5 separate regions of the Mus musculus genome follow, and regions 2, 3, 4 and 5 are each linked to region 1. Evidence: chromatin contacts called from public Hi-C and HiChIP or PLAC-seq data. All regions are on one chromosome and are shown on one strand. The core of a region is the stretch at or near the end of the contact, and the rest is flanking DNA. Distances in the headings are between cores, read along the strand shown. Region 1 holds the start of Plcb4 (phospholipase C, beta 4). Region 2 has its middle 15 kb from the start of Gm31993. Region 3 overlaps Plcb4 (phospholipase C, beta 4). Region 4 overlaps Plcb4 (phospholipase C, beta 4). Region 5 overlaps Plcb4 (phospholipase C, beta 4).

Region 1 (2,700 bases), core at 94-2,593:
TTAAAGTTTGAAGGGTTCAAAATATTCGGTTCTCAGTTCAAACACATCTTTAAAAACATCAGTCTTAAAAATACTAAAAGGATTAAGTTGAAATTTTACACACACACACACACACACACACACATCTTCCTACCCTAAAGAGTAGTTCTTCACTTTCTGAGATCCTGGGAGTCCACCCAGGTAAAAAGTCACTGGTTGCTCTTCCTGGTCATCTTTATTTTATGGTCTGATTTTTCCTTAAAAGAGAAATTCAATTTTTTTCAAAGCATTATACACCTGCCTGTGCATGGACTTTACTGCTAGCCATGTTTATTCAACACATTATCTCCACCAATGGATAATTTAAATTTATGGACCACTATGCATCCCACTTCTACTTCAAAAGATGGCGACTGTCCATGAATGTTTTGCCCCAAATTAAATCTCAAGCCCCTTGCTTTAGAGAAATAGGAAGAAGCACTATAGAAGTTTAGGGTTATTTTTTTAAAGTCATATCTCAAATGCATGCATATTTGTGGAATATAAGACATTTGCCTTTCTAGAAATGCTGGCTTTATAACTCTAGAGTTGTTCAATTGGAAAATTCTGTGTTTTCACACTTAGATTCAGTAGTTTACTGAGTCTAAACTCAAAAATTGTACAATATAGACAATTTCTAATTGACTAAGAAAAAACAACTTTAAACTTCTGAAAATAAAGCAATGTTCTTTTACATGCTTTTAGGAGGCCCAGATACTGTCCTGAAGGAGCGCTTAGCCTGTCAGTGTCAACTGGAAACGGTCTATCATTCGTAAGCTGTCCCCAGAAGACGCTGAAGATGCACACGCACACACATTTACATGCGTTGCACAGTGCCAACTATTTCCAACCAAAATAATCATATACACGTCGAGCCGAGCTATTTCTAGCGCAGAAGAGGGTGAACGTCCGGGTAGGCAGAGGAAACCCAGTAGCAGATGATTGCCGGAGAGGCGGGTGGCGGCGGGGTCCCCTGCCTCCCGCGCAGGACGCCTCGCACCCCGCACCTGCACCGGGTCCCCGGCAGGGCAACCGGGGGCGCGCGCGCGCGTCCGGGACGCACCCGCGGGAAGCCGAGTAGCCCGGCGGGCTGGGAGCGGCGGGAGCATCCCCGGGCGGGACCCAAAGCGCCTTCTCCTACCTGTCACTTCCAGGCGAGTCGCTGCCGGGGATGCGGCCACCGCCGCCTCCGGGAGCCCCGCTGTGTTCGCGCGCGCGCGTGTGAGTGTCTGTGTGTGTGTGTGTGTGTGTGTGTGTGTGTGTGCGCGCGTGTGAGAGCCTGTTTGCGGCGCGGCTCCTGAGCCGCTCGCGCGCCGCCACCCCCTCCCCGCCGCCGCGGCCGCCGAGCCCCTCCGGCGCCGCCCCGCCCTCCGCCGCCTCCGCCCCCCACCGGCCAGCGCCTCCCCGCTGCGCTCACCTCGGCCGCCCGCTGCCCAGGGCGCCGCCCGCCCGCCGCTCCCGCCGAGCCGGGCCCCGTGCGGCCCCGGGCCCGCCGCCCCTACTCCCGGCCGCGACGCTGCCTCTGGAGCCCAAGCCGTCGCCTCGCAGCCCCAACCTGCCGGGCTACGGAGCATGCCCAGTGCGGCGCCCGGCGGGGCTGGGGGTGGACCGGGGCCGCGCGGGCCGGCCGGGGTGGGGGTTGGCTGTCCCGGGGTCGCCGCCGCCGCCTTCCCGGTGCAGGGTCTGGGCGCGCGCCCGTGGGGACTGAGCTGAGCCAGCAGCGGGACACCACGCGCCGCTGGCCACGGACTCAGCGGGTGCCCGGCCCGGGAGGAGGGGGTGCGAGCCAGCCAGAACCGGGAGCGGGGAGCGGGAACTGCGCTTTCGTCTATGTTACATTGAACAAACACGGAGAGCTTGTACACTGCAGCAGGCACTGTGAGACAGGGATTTTATTCATTCAGCCCGAAAAACAATCTGCCGGAGGAAGTACTACAACGGGCTCACACTGAGCCAGAAAGTGATTTCCAAAGTCTTCCCCCAAGTGATCCTGAGACGTGCACCCCACTCCACCCCCCCCCCCCAGACTTCGGTTCCAGGGATGCTGGGGATCGCTGTGGCCAGCTCTCCTTGTCCTTTGAACCGACACCCGGGTGCCCGAAGTCCTGCTGAGGCGGCCTGGCCATGTGCATCCAGCGTCACCCTTTGTGGAGACCCTACACTGGAGCCGCTCCGGAACTCCCCGAGGGCTTCCTCCTACCGAGGCCACTCGGCTTCCTCCCTCTCCTGCCTGGCGGCGGCCACCAAAACCCGGAGACGTGGCACCTGCGCACTGGGGACTGGGGCCCATGCTGGCGGCTGAACTGGGCATGCTCAGCTGCCTGAACTGGGCTGGCGGGTCAAGAGGAAAGGGGTCGGTTTAGAGGTTAGCTTAAAAAAAAAATGGAGAAGAGGGCAGAAGTGTAGGCACAAAGGAACAGTCCAGGCACCGTGGATACAGCAGTTGAAAACCCCAAAGTGTCGCACCCTTCGTTCATTCTGGCCGTTTCAGCATGGATAGAAAGAAAATAACCACCAAAAGTTGATCAACTAGTGTGATGTGTGATGGTACATGCCTGTAATCCCAGTTAGTTTACAGAGCAGCCTAAACTATACAGTCGGTTCAAGACCAACCTGAACCCTGTCTCAAAACGAGAAAGAAAAAAATAATTTACCAATTTAAGGGAGATGGACTGAGAGCTA
Region 2 (2,700 bases), core at 145-2,644, 130 kb after region 1:
CCATCCTACTGATAGAAGTGGCTCTCCAAGAAAAAACATCCCATAAGAAATAGGAGAAATAGCTCAGCCTTTCCTGACCTGTCCTTCCAATTCCCAGCATTGCTTCTGCTGTATTCTCTGGACTATATGTAAGTCAACAAGTTTGGTCTAGATTCAAGTAGGAGGAGGTATATATAGCTCCTCTACTAATGGAAGTTGTTCCCCAAAGTTTGAGAGCACATCATCTAGGATAACAAGATTTGTAGGAGTATTTGAGGGCCTATTAGAGATAAACTAGAAGCTGTGCTGGAACATAACTATGGGATGTCTACTAACAAAGCCTACTGCAGTGCGTCTCTCTGAATACTTTTTTTGGGGAAAGTTAATAGAAGAAATCCTTTATGTAGTCCGTTCATTATCAGGTTTCTTCAGAGGAATTGTGAGATAAAGGCCTGTGCTATCATAGCCAGAACTCGTTTTAGTTAATACTTGTGAAATGCTGGAAAGAGGAACATTCTCTTCTTCTAAGCAGGAATTTCTTTGTTTGGATTTGCCAATGACAAACCAAAAAAATGAGCATATTATAGTTCCAATAGCAGAAAATTTAAGGCTATTAAAGTTCCAGGTGTAATGTGTGTGTCATTCTCCAGGACTCAGTCCTAGAGCACAGTTGCGAGGTCTCTAATTCTACCTGTAGCCTCCCAGTTGATGTGTCGACTTCTCTGTCATTGGCTCTTCCACCTCAGAAGGATTTTATTAGAAAGACACTCTGGTGAGTTGCTACCTCCTAAAGATGCTGCTTACTGGCTCAGCTCAAAGGAGCAAGATCTATTTCCCATCACCGGACAGAGAAAGACCACTCTAGAACCCTTCCTCCACTGTCAGCTTTTGTTAATGCATATTAATCACATGGTAGTGTTGCTAAGAGATTCCCATGGTCCAAAGAATAATTAACTGCCTGCCTCCATATGTAAGATTCTAGTCTGAATGTCTTAGGGTTGGCCCTGTGGATTGGTTAATCTAGTCTGAATGTCTTAGGGTTGGCCCTGTGGATTGGTTAGTCTCCCAAAGTCATTTGCTTCACATATTCAGTGAATGGCTTTCAATCTTTCTTAATCAAGACCCAGAATGATCCCAGATCTGCAAGTAAAAACTCTCTGGAATAATGTTTAACTTTACTCTTTGCCAAGTGCTGGAACAGTTAAAATAACCTTTTCTGTTTGGGGCTTTTTGTTTGTTTTTTTATTTGTTTGTTTATGGTAACTGTGAACCAACAAGTCAAAACAGTAACATGCCCACATAGTTAGGCCACAGACTACTGAAACAGTCACCCGCAACCCCAGTTAGGCATAGACACTGAAAAGTATCATTTTACCAACTAGTAACTTCCTCAGACACTGTTTGGAAGGTCACCAAGTGCCTTGGTATGTGGAAAGACTTCAGGATGAGTCAGAGGTTGATCTAGACTCTACATATCTGTCACCAACTTAGTCTTACATACCTTTTTGATGAGACTCCTGAGGAAGTCAATTCCCTTCCCTTCTGATGGAGGCTACACAGGACCATTCTGAATGAGCAGATTATCTCCAGCAACTTAGACTGAAACATCAAAAATATGGGGCTTGTGTAGGTAATGTAGCTTCTAGGATTTTTCTTGCCTTCAAAAAGGACAATTTTGCATGACTCACCCATGGGAGAGACTCTACACACCAGAAGAATGAGGGGAGGGAAAATTTTGGTCAAAAAATGGTGACAATAGTTAAATTTTTACTGTGTACTTACCTTGTGCCAGGCATGCTTCTAAGTACTTTATAGTACTAATTTATGAGATTACAAAATAATCCGCATTTTATAGATGAATAAACCAAGGCACCAGCAGATAAGTAGTTGGCCTGAAACATTGCTAGGAGGTAATAGGTACAAGCCTAGGTTTTCTGGCCACAGATTTCAGTTTGTTCCAAGTAGTGTGATACTCTGTGTGCCTGTAACAGTGATTCCTGAAGTGTGTTTTTTCAGCTAGACTTTCACGACTGTGACAGAACACCAATATAGACAAGTGAATTGAGAAAAGGTTTATTTAGTCTTGAGAACGGTCAGCTACAAACTGCTTAATTCTCTGTGCTTGAGAGAACTGGATGGGGCATCATGGCCTCATTTTGGCTGTGGAACCTGCATAAAGATGCAGGCTTAGGGTTTATTATAAACATGCTTTAGGTTGTTAGGCAACTTCTAGATCTCCAGGTAAAGATTATTTTCAACAGACATTTGCATATAGATCTGAATCTGTGGAAAGAAAGCAGGCTGGCCTAGTGTTTTGAGGAGCCCATGTCAAGAACAGATGAATAGACCTGTGTCTTTCTACAATGTCAAAGTTTAATGAATAACAATAAATTCACAGAGTACATTATTTTAGTTGACAGGAATTCGCCAAATGATCCTGATTCTCTTTGAAGTTGGCTACAGCAAAGATAGGTCCTTTCATTCTCATTTTAACTGCTATTGTTAGCTCTCAGATCACGCATTACAGGTAACACAATACATATGCCTGCATATGTATGTATATTTAGGTTATAGAGGGTTAAAGAGATGGCAATAGAGTTCAAAGAGTGCTCATAGACCCAAGACTTTGAAGCTGGAAGCTACTAAGCACGCTAAAAGGCTCATAAGTAGGACGTTAGTCATCAGGAATTTGAGCCTTACCTTGGGATCAGGTCAAGTCAA
Region 3 (2,700 bases), core at 62-2,561, 180 kb before region 1:
ATCAGAGCAGTGGCTCCTGGGAAGTCATTGAACAGACTGGTAGCAGATGAGAATGTCCTGGCGTGATGAACTGTTCTGTGTCTTGACTACACCAGTAGTTAGAGGACACAACACACTTGTCAAAACACATATAACTCACATGAAAACACGAAGGCGGCTGTTTGTACATTTCAAAATGAATCTTCAAGAGGAAAAATGTGATCCGCTGTTCAACAAACATCAATTTGAACACCGCATTAAGCTGCCATAGACAGGTGGTTTCTTTTGAACAAAATCAGATCAAAATTTCGGGAGAGCACCCTCTTTTACAACTGCAGTATACACAATGGCTTTTCTCCTGATCCCTCATGGAAATCTCCCTCCGTTAGAGGGACCACAAAGCTAAAGGGGAAACTGAGTCATCTTCCTTCGGCTGCCACTCTAGCTGATCAAGCAGTGAGAGTGGACGAGCAGGAAGAGCAACGCTGGTGTGTCATACACTCCCAAGGCCAGGAGTCCATGCCACTGCTCTTCCTTCATTTACTGCCATTTTGAAAGCATCCCAATCCTTACATTAAATCCTCGCAATTGAAACACCTAGAGTGATTTTGTTTCTTCGGTTCAACTCTGCTGACACCAATACCACTTAAAAACATCTGTTCAGCCTGGTCCCCAACAGTATAAGAATTTGAGAGTCAGAACCATCCCCATGGTCATAGGGACCAAACTCTTTGATTTGCTAGGTTTTTCACTGTTACCAGTTCCTTGCTTGCTATCTTGAAAGGATGGCTTACATTAATTTAGCAGGTTTGTTTTGTCAATGTTTGTTTAACAGTGACAGTGTCAAACTTATATACCTAACACAGCACTACTGTTAAAGTAGAAAAACACTAGTTCAGCAAGTAGCCTCAGCAAGGCTCAGGATCGAACGTGTTCATTCTTACCAGTCCCTTCTGAATATTCTGTCCATCCCCAAACCAAGTGCACTCTATTCCCAGCTCTGGGAGGTCACAGCTCATCAAAATCGAAACACAAAACCCTTTATCTACCCGTCAGCTATCAGCACAGTCCTAGGTTTTCCGTTGCCTCTTACCTGATGCTTTAAATGCATCCTCCCCTCTCTATTACCAAGTAACTAGATTAGTTAAACTTCAAATAAGCACTGTAGACTTGTTTAAAGAAAGAATTTCCCATGAGGCTTAGCGAATGTAGCCTGCAGTCTTAGGAATAAACCTCATTCTGAGATGACTGGGGACTGAGCTGACTGCATCGTGACGTCTCCTGGGATGATCTGTGAGCAAATTCAACCCTCTTTCCTACCCAGCCCGGGTGATTACATAAGCATCTCGGACAGAGTATGTGCTAACAGGTTTCAAAGGGAGAGCATTCACCAAGGGTAAGGATACACTTGCTGGGCTGACAACGCCTGTGCAGGAGGCACCCGAGTGCTTTCCTGAAGGACCCGTAAGACTTGGGTGCTGATTGTGTTTCAGATGAAGAAGAGAAGAGACTGCCCTTGACTTCTTTGCCTATAGAGCCTGAGCTGCTAGTGGGGATGAGAGGTGAAAAGCAGTCCCTTCCCACCACGGACTTTTGAGTGCCTACATGTTCTGTTGTGAAAGCTTCCCTTCTCCTGCTCTCAGATCCCAGGATCCCTGAAATGCTAAATTAAGGGAACAGCTTGTGACTAGAACTTCCTACCCCAGGGAGTAAATGATCTTGTTTAGGGATTGCCAGTATACTGGGGACACATCATGTTCACACTCCTCTTACAGTCTTTATATATTCCCGCCGACCCCAAATATTTAATGCGTGTCCTTGGAAGGCACCAGCTCCAGGATTTTCGTAGCATGAAAAGCATCCCTTCCCTTCTTACCATCTTCGTATTCATCCATGTGACTACAACACCCACAAGTGTGAACACTTGGTTTCCAGAACGGTTTCCAGATTCCTTAGGTAAGACTCACGGGTGGCATTCACCAACATAGTGCTACTTTAAGTTAAATGATTCATTAAAGGTAAACAAGCTAGCCAAGAGGAACCCGAAGCCTTCTGCCTCCTTGAGGCAAGGACAGAATGTAGATTAACCTATGCATTATGCAGTTTCTGCCTTGTCACCTGTAGTGGGTTCAGAACGGCATAAACAGTCTCTTCTCATTAAAGATGTGCCTTTGACATCTTACGTATCCACAGAGAACGCCATTCTCCTAACATCTACAGCTTGGGAAACTGCCTTTGACTATGACAATCATTTTCTTTTCTTTCATTTATAGGATCAATTAAATAATTAGAGGCAAGTATAGGAATAGATGAATTCAATTCTAACCAGGAGATCTATTAATTTCCAATGTAAAATCTCTGACTGTTCAATTGATTTCTACAACATTGTCTATTTGTTACCACTATGCTTATGAAGAACATTCAAGGTTGTGAAAAGCATCCACAATATAATACTTATTGGAAAAAGCATGATAAATATACATACTGTATTTTCTAAGCTTCGAAAATGGTTATATAAATATATCTAGAAATACTGGAAGTGAATACAACAAAATATTATCGGTACTTACATGGAATTGTCAAAAATATTAAGCATTTGATTTTTTCCTTGTAATTTCGAGCATTCTAAATGTTTTGCCACACACTGCACAGAGGTGACCAACAGGGGCACACATTCTACATTCACTCAATATAATTTGCCTCATGAATCTCCCCTGCTCT
Region 4 (2,700 bases), core at 198-2,697, 170 kb before region 1:
TTTTGACATCTCTTACTAGGGATATGGTAAAGAGAAAAAAAAAAAGAAAAAGCATGACACCAGTTAAAATTCCTTTTCAGATCAACAACAAATCTGGAAAGCAAATGTGCTTTATAAAAAGTAATTTGGTCACTGATAATACAAAATTCAAATATAACTGGAAACCTTGTGCTTATTCTAAAGTTGTTTAGCAAACCAGAACAACAATAACAACAACAACAACAAGAACAAAAACTCTCTAGGTTTGTCAAAACCCATATAATTCTAATTCAGATCTCAAAAACGCTACATGCACAGGAATTAAGGTGAGACTGCTAGGTTCCAACCCCAGAGTTCCTGCTCCGTGGGGCCTAATGGAGGTGGGGATGCTAAGAACATGGATTTGTAGTAGACCTTGCAGATGCTACTCATGTGGGGACCTACTATGGCAGCCTAACTTAGCCACACAGCATGTGGAAGAAGTAGCCCAACTCCATTAGAAAAGCCAGTCCTGCTGATCACGCCCACCGACAAGCAGGTAAGGCACGCCTATGTTCACTGAATGTCAAGTTCCATTATCTCCGAAAAAGCCTGGACTTCACAGGGGGATCACAGGTACCGGTTCTCTTGAAGATCAGGTGGATTATCACCTTTAAGCAATTTTGTCCTGTGGCCCACAACTCACCTCTGAGTTTTCGTTTCTACTGAGAGAACCTGTCCATGGTTCTTGGGAAGAAGCTTGGAGAAGGATTCCACCCCAAGTGCAGTTCCGTAAAGCGCATCTCCTCAGAATGGCAATTACTGTTGAACCTCTGAATTGTCTTCAACCTGCACCAAGGGTCTGCCAAGCTCCTCAAGCACAAGAGTGTATGGAAAGTGTGGGCTGCATCTGCTGCCTTCGGCTAGCAGCCTCCCTCGCCCTCTCTCCTGTACCTAACTCTCTTCCCACTGAGACTTAAACTTGGGTCATCAGGGCCTCTGCATGTTTCTATCCCTTCTCTTGTAACCTTGTTCATATGCCATGAAGTTCAGCATTAAGTTGATAAAACAGGAGAGACAACATGGTACAGGGCTGAGTCATCTCAGGCTAGCCAACCCCCTACTGATGCTCTAGCTGACTGCAAGTGCACAGGGAAGCACAAGAGAGCAGAGCCAAAAGCAGCAGAAAAGCTCAGCTGATGTAGAAATTTGTGAACAAAAGTAAGAGTTTTCAGTTACAAACCAGGGCTCCAGGCTCTAGAATCTAGACTGGAGCTGGTATAGCATCTTCATGGCCATAGATAACTTAGTCCTGGCATTACAGCCCTGTATTAGCCCAACTCTGAATCTACTGACGGTGTCAGAATGGTACCCATATGCCTTGTTCCTACCAAGGTTCTCTCTCTAGGGAAAGAACTAACTCATTTTAGGTTCCCCCTCCCAGCTTTGCCCTTGGCGCATGGCTACCCAATTCTGAGACTACTCTAGGTATCTGTTGACTCATCTGCCACAGCCCTGTCTTGAACAACTGTGTGCAGTGTTGAACCACACTAATCAAGTGCTTTCGTTTCCTTTTATTTTTTCATGCATGGCCAATTTTGTTTCTCATTTTGCTTTTGCTTCAGTGGGTTTCAAGTATTAAAGGTTTTGAATTATATGTGTGCTGCTACTGTTTGCAAAGAGAAAAATAAAAACATGATTGACAGACCGACATGCCGACTCCAGCTTCCCTGACAGCAGGAAATGCAGAGGGGATATGCATGAGGGCAAGATGAGCAGACAGAGGGGAGGGTGTCTGCTTTCACTGCAGCCAAAAATCATTGCTGGTATCAAGAAAGGCAGACAAGTGTCATTCAAGGAAACACCACCCTTGTAGTGAAATAATAAGCCTAAAACCAGGAGAAATTTCTTAATTTTTCATTTAATTACTATTTTGCTTATGTCTCACAGAAAACTGCCTGTGTCTGAGTATTTCTGAATATTTCTTTTATGGGTTATTCTCTTTCCTTCCATAAGCAGATGAGAAGGGAAATAGAGGATGCCTTCTGGCTGTTCCAGCAGATTTCTGTGAATTCAACAACACTTGGCCACCAAAAGGACACGCAGTAACAAAAATGACGTGTACCGGTCCATCAGAGCAGACAATAAAGGAAGAAGATGATGGCCAGGCAGGCTTGTTGGGTAGAATTCATATTTTTTTGGTTACCCTGACTCTCTTAGCATTCTGTGAGGACCTCAACAAAACAAAAATATAATTAATTAGTCAGAGAAGTGATCAGCCATGCAAAAGAAGAGAAAGTGTCAACAGCAGACAAGAATAGAAGTCAGAGACAGAAAATCAGGGGTGATACATGCTACAGAGCAGTATCACAAAGCAAGAAACACAGTAGACCAGAAACTGGCTGCAGTAGGTGGCCCTGGCTGCAGCTGGCAATATAACAAGAAAGAGCTTAGAGACTACTCCATTATGCTTATTGGACAGCAAATGTGTAAACGCTGGGGTAATACAGCCATGCACACTGGGCATGCCAGGGCTCAAGTCCTTGACTGTTCAGACACCACGCAGAATAGAAGGGCCAGCCAGATAGAAAAGAAGCAGAGAAACATAGTATTCTTAAGGGTATATTGTGGGCTTTACAGAACAATATTCTGCCAAGTCACTGAGCACACAACTGCAAAGCATATCTTTGGGGACACTTCCTGACAAGTTTGTTCCAAGAGCACAGTCATAGTCAGTCCTCT
Region 5 (2,700 bases), core at 121-2,620, 200 kb before region 1:
TCCAAACATGCCGGAGCTGAGCTCACTACTAAGAAAAGGCTTTTTGGAAGAATATATACAACTGCTAACATCTTGAAAGAGTACTTACAATTGTTAACATCTACTAACAGCAAGCAATGCCAAGATCCTCATGGATGCTGCTCTGTTTTAGATTAATGTGTTGTTCCTAAGGACATGGGCTAAAGGCTTGGTCCTTGACCCATCAACTTCCGGCTAGTGGTATGGTCTTCAAGAGGCATACCCTGGTGTGAGGTCTTCAAGTTATTGGGGGCATTCTCTTGAAGAGGCCACTGGTACCCAACCTCTTCTTCTTTCCCTCTTTCATTCCAAGTCAATAGTTGAGTGGTTCTCTCCTGTCATCTAATTATATACTAACAAAATCTCAAGGTGACATAGCTGACTGGTCAGGAAACAGCCTACAAAAAATTATGAGCCCAAACCTTTTCTTTTTATTACCTAATTATTTCAGGTGCTTGTTAAAATAACAAAAAGCAAAGGAACTTGGCCTTTTCCTATGATAAACAGGTAAGCTGTGGGTGAACTTCAACTTTAATGAGCTAATGGTGAAGAGGTGGTTGCTTAAATCTTAATCAGTTTTCAGAAGTGCTTGATCAAAGGGTATGACAATCTCAGCCAACCACCAGATGCCATCATTTAAATATTCTGTGACCGTGTGTGCTACAATCTTCAGAAGCCTGTCAACAGAAGAGTGGTCTGATGACAATGGACCATTTATGTCACACAAGGTAAGACTATATGACAGCAGAGTCCAAATGAGCTCTCCCAGTAATGGAGCAAGATCTGAAGCTGAAAACCCGAGGCAATGGAAGAAAGGAGAAGCTTATCACACCACTAGCCTGACTTCTCAGGCCCAGTCAGGGGACTTCTTTAAGAACTTCGAGGAGGGAACAATATGGTCATTTTGTTTTCAGTCAAGAGTAAGAATCACAGATAAAAACCAATGATCTCAGGAGCACATAATTAATTGCATTTATTCATCTATTATTTTGTTTATTTTTACTTTTCAGTGCCAGGGCTGAAACCTATTGTCTTGCATATGGTAAGTACTCTATCATATAGGTTATATGCCTAGCCAGGAATACAGACTATAAATTATCAGGAAACTAAGAATTATTTCACAATGAAGTGAGCAGTTTCATAGAGTAGATACTACAATCCACTTAAGGACGCAGAAGGTCACTTTCCTTCTTACAGGTGACCAAAGGCTTCTCTGCTGGACGAGTGACATGATTTATCTGTTCCTCTGTTGTCCTTCAGAAAATAACACTGGGTTGGTACAAGCCACTATGACACTCCAGGCTCTTTACAAATTCCTGTGAATCAAAGTCTAACCATTCCTTCACCACAGATATGCAGTGAACCATGTCCTGATGTTTATTCTGGAAAGAGTTTTGGTGAGAGCTCAGGGTGAGTAGTTAGCTGCAGAATGGCTGGCTGTTACGGAATGCTGCCCCGTTTTTCCATCTGTAGATAGTCTTGACGTATCTTTTGGGGTTAAATCATTTTGGATTGAAAGGGACCTGAAACATTCAAGCCATGAGGAAGAGCACAGAAGACACTTGACAAACTATGACTATACCTCCTAAGCCTTGTTCTACCCTAAACTAGAAATGATGGGAAATATAGTGAGAAGTTAAAGCTACTAGCTGCAGGCTTTGGACATTTTTAGCCATCTCTGTGCCAATATCTGGAAGACAAAGGAACTCTTGATTTCAGGATTCTAGCCAACATCAATTTTGGGAAGTCACAGCTTGTGTGCCAAATAGTAATCATTTTGTTTTCTAAACTGAATACAATATCCTGAATTAATACTTGTCACAAACCTTCACATGCAGCTGCTTCAGGCCCCTGTGCCCAAAATGTCTTAAAATTAAAAAGCTAAAACAAACTAATGGAGTTTCCTATCTTGTCAACTCATTTCTAAAGCGTGAAGCCTGTCAGAACCAAGACAATAGTCTCTTTAACCACAGTCAAATGAGCTGGCCCACAAGGAAAATACAACTTAAAAAAAAAAAAAAAAAACACTTGCCTTTCCCCCAGCTCAAAAATATGAAAATTAGTGCTGTTTAGCATAAAGGAAAGATAGGTATAACATAAACCACAAAATGCAGATCAATACTGTGTACTGTCACCTCAAGAAAGTCCCCATGTCTCTGGTAGCTTATATCACAAAGTAATTTTGTGAAGGCTTTATGTAAAGGTCACTGTTGCATTTCTATAATATTAAAATCTAAGTTAGCATACAGAGATACCCCAAGAGCCTGAAGTTATTAAGATTTCTGTATGACTCAACTAAGTTTTCTTCAGATATTGCAACCATTTCACATCAGATAAGCGATGAGAGATAAAACTGGGGCTCATAAAAGTCAAGTCAGGAAAACAGCTTCACTGCCTATTAGTTCTAAAAGAATAACTTAAAAAAATACCCTACAACTGTGAGGAGCTTATCAAAACAGTCCATTCCCTTCACAAAGGAATGAGATCAAACATAGCTTAAGGTTTTAGTAGATAGCACAATGAGCTCGTGTTCTTGAGATAAAGTCTTGCACAAGTGCCAAAAATACCTTTGCTTTTCTTCATAACCCTTCCTGTTTCCTGCGACCCTCGTGGGCCAGCTGAATGATGACTTGGGCACAGCTGTGTGTTGTATGTGAGCCCATGAGCCTGGGTTTGCCAACT

What was found. A called contact is a pair of places that touch in the nucleus more often than the background predicts. HiChIP or PLAC-seq counts read pairs in DNA pulled down with a chosen protein or histone mark.
Region 2: an H3K27ac HiChIP or PLAC-seq map of embryonic stem cells shows a contact between it and region 1, with 5 read pairs. The contact joins the enhancer-like site here to the promoter of Plcb4 in region 1. A contact is called at or near these places in 1 of 39 promoter capture datasets (the 3T3-L1 cell line), 2 of 484 Hi-C or Micro-C datasets (the HL-1 cell line and ventricular fibroblasts), 1 of 115 datasets of contacts at active chromatin or transcription factors (embryonic stem cells) and 1 of 9 other capture datasets (adipose tissue).
Region 3: a Hi-C map of olfactory sensory neurons shows a contact between it and region 1, with 4 times the contacts expected there. The contact joins the enhancer-like site here to the promoter of Plcb4 in region 1. A contact is called at or near these places in 3 of 39 promoter capture datasets (3T3-L1-derived adipocytes, hippocampal neurons and pre-B cells), 5 of 484 Hi-C or Micro-C datasets (the MNK3 cell line, brain, cerebellar granule neurons and 2 more), 2 of 115 datasets of contacts at active chromatin or transcription factors (bone marrow-derived macrophages and embryonic stem cells) and 1 of 9 other capture datasets (adipose tissue).
Region 4: a contact with region 1 is called in a Hi-C map of bone marrow-derived macrophages, with 2.1 times the contacts expected there. The contact joins the enhancer-like site here to the promoter of Plcb4 in region 1. A contact is called at or near these places in 3 of 39 promoter capture datasets (the 3T3-L1 cell line, 3T3-L1-derived adipocytes and pre-B cells), 9 of 484 Hi-C or Micro-C datasets (the MNK3 cell line, adipose-derived mesenchymal stem cells, bone marrow-derived macrophages and 5 more), 6 of 115 datasets of contacts at active chromatin or transcription factors (the HPC-7 cell line, bone marrow-derived macrophages, embryonic limb bud and 2 more) and 2 of 9 other capture datasets (adipose tissue and macrophages).
Region 5: a contact with region 1 is called in a Hi-C map of olfactory sensory neurons, with 2.7 times the contacts expected there. The contact joins the enhancer-like site here to the promoter of Plcb4 in region 1. A contact is called at or near these places in 9 of 39 promoter capture datasets (the 3T3-L1 cell line, 3T3-L1-derived adipocytes, the HPC-7 cell line and 5 more), 8 of 484 Hi-C or Micro-C datasets (the 3T3-L1 cell line, 3T3-L1-derived adipocytes, the N1E-115 cell line and 5 more), 2 of 115 datasets of contacts at active chromatin or transcription factors (cardiomyocytes and embryonic stem cells) and 3 of 9 other capture datasets (adipose tissue, liver and macrophages).

The regions. Positions count from the first base shown.
Region 1 is chr2:135,658,190-135,660,889 of GRCm38.p6, reverse strand. It overlaps Plcb4 (phospholipase C, beta 4), which reads right to left and starts at 1,343. Exons shown (of 39, transcript NM_001355153.1): 1 at 1,160-1,343.
Region 2 is chr2:135,524,690-135,527,389 of GRCm38.p6, reverse strand. No RefSeq gene overlaps it. Among named protein-coding and RNA genes, the nearest start is that of Gm31993, 15 kb to the left of the region's middle. Within about 2 kb of position 1,394, at least 47 of the 459 cell types and tissues checked have an H3K27ac peak or open chromatin away from gene starts, as enhancers often do. A contact at or near this core is called in the HL-1 cell line and adipose tissue, where this site is marked.
Region 3 is chr2:135,842,537-135,845,236 of GRCm38.p6, reverse strand. The region is part of intron 3 of Plcb4 (phospholipase C, beta 4); the gene reads right to left. Among named protein-coding and RNA genes, the nearest start is that of Gm14210, 31 kb to the right of the region's middle. Within about 2 kb of position 1,311, at least 5 of the 459 cell types and tissues checked have an H3K27ac peak or open chromatin away from gene starts, as enhancers often do. A contact at or near this core is called in cerebellar granule neurons and olfactory sensory neurons, where this site is marked.
Region 4 is chr2:135,825,583-135,828,282 of GRCm38.p6, reverse strand. The region is part of intron 3 of Plcb4 (phospholipase C, beta 4); the gene reads right to left. Among named protein-coding and RNA genes, the nearest start is that of Gm14210, 14 kb to the right of the region's middle. Within about 2 kb of position 1,447, at least 29 of the 459 cell types and tissues checked have an H3K27ac peak or open chromatin away from gene starts, as enhancers often do. A contact at or near this core is called in the MNK3 cell line, bone marrow-derived macrophages, cerebellar granule neurons and 2 more, where this site is marked.
Region 5 is chr2:135,862,606-135,865,305 of GRCm38.p6, reverse strand. The region is part of intron 3 of Plcb4 (phospholipase C, beta 4); the gene reads right to left. Among named protein-coding and RNA genes, the nearest start is that of Gm14210, 51 kb to the right of the region's middle. Within about 2 kb of position 1,370, at least 45 of the 459 cell types and tissues checked have an H3K27ac peak or open chromatin away from gene starts, as enhancers often do. A contact at or near this core is called in 3T3-L1-derived adipocytes, the N1E-115 cell line, embryonic fibroblasts and 1 more, where this site is marked.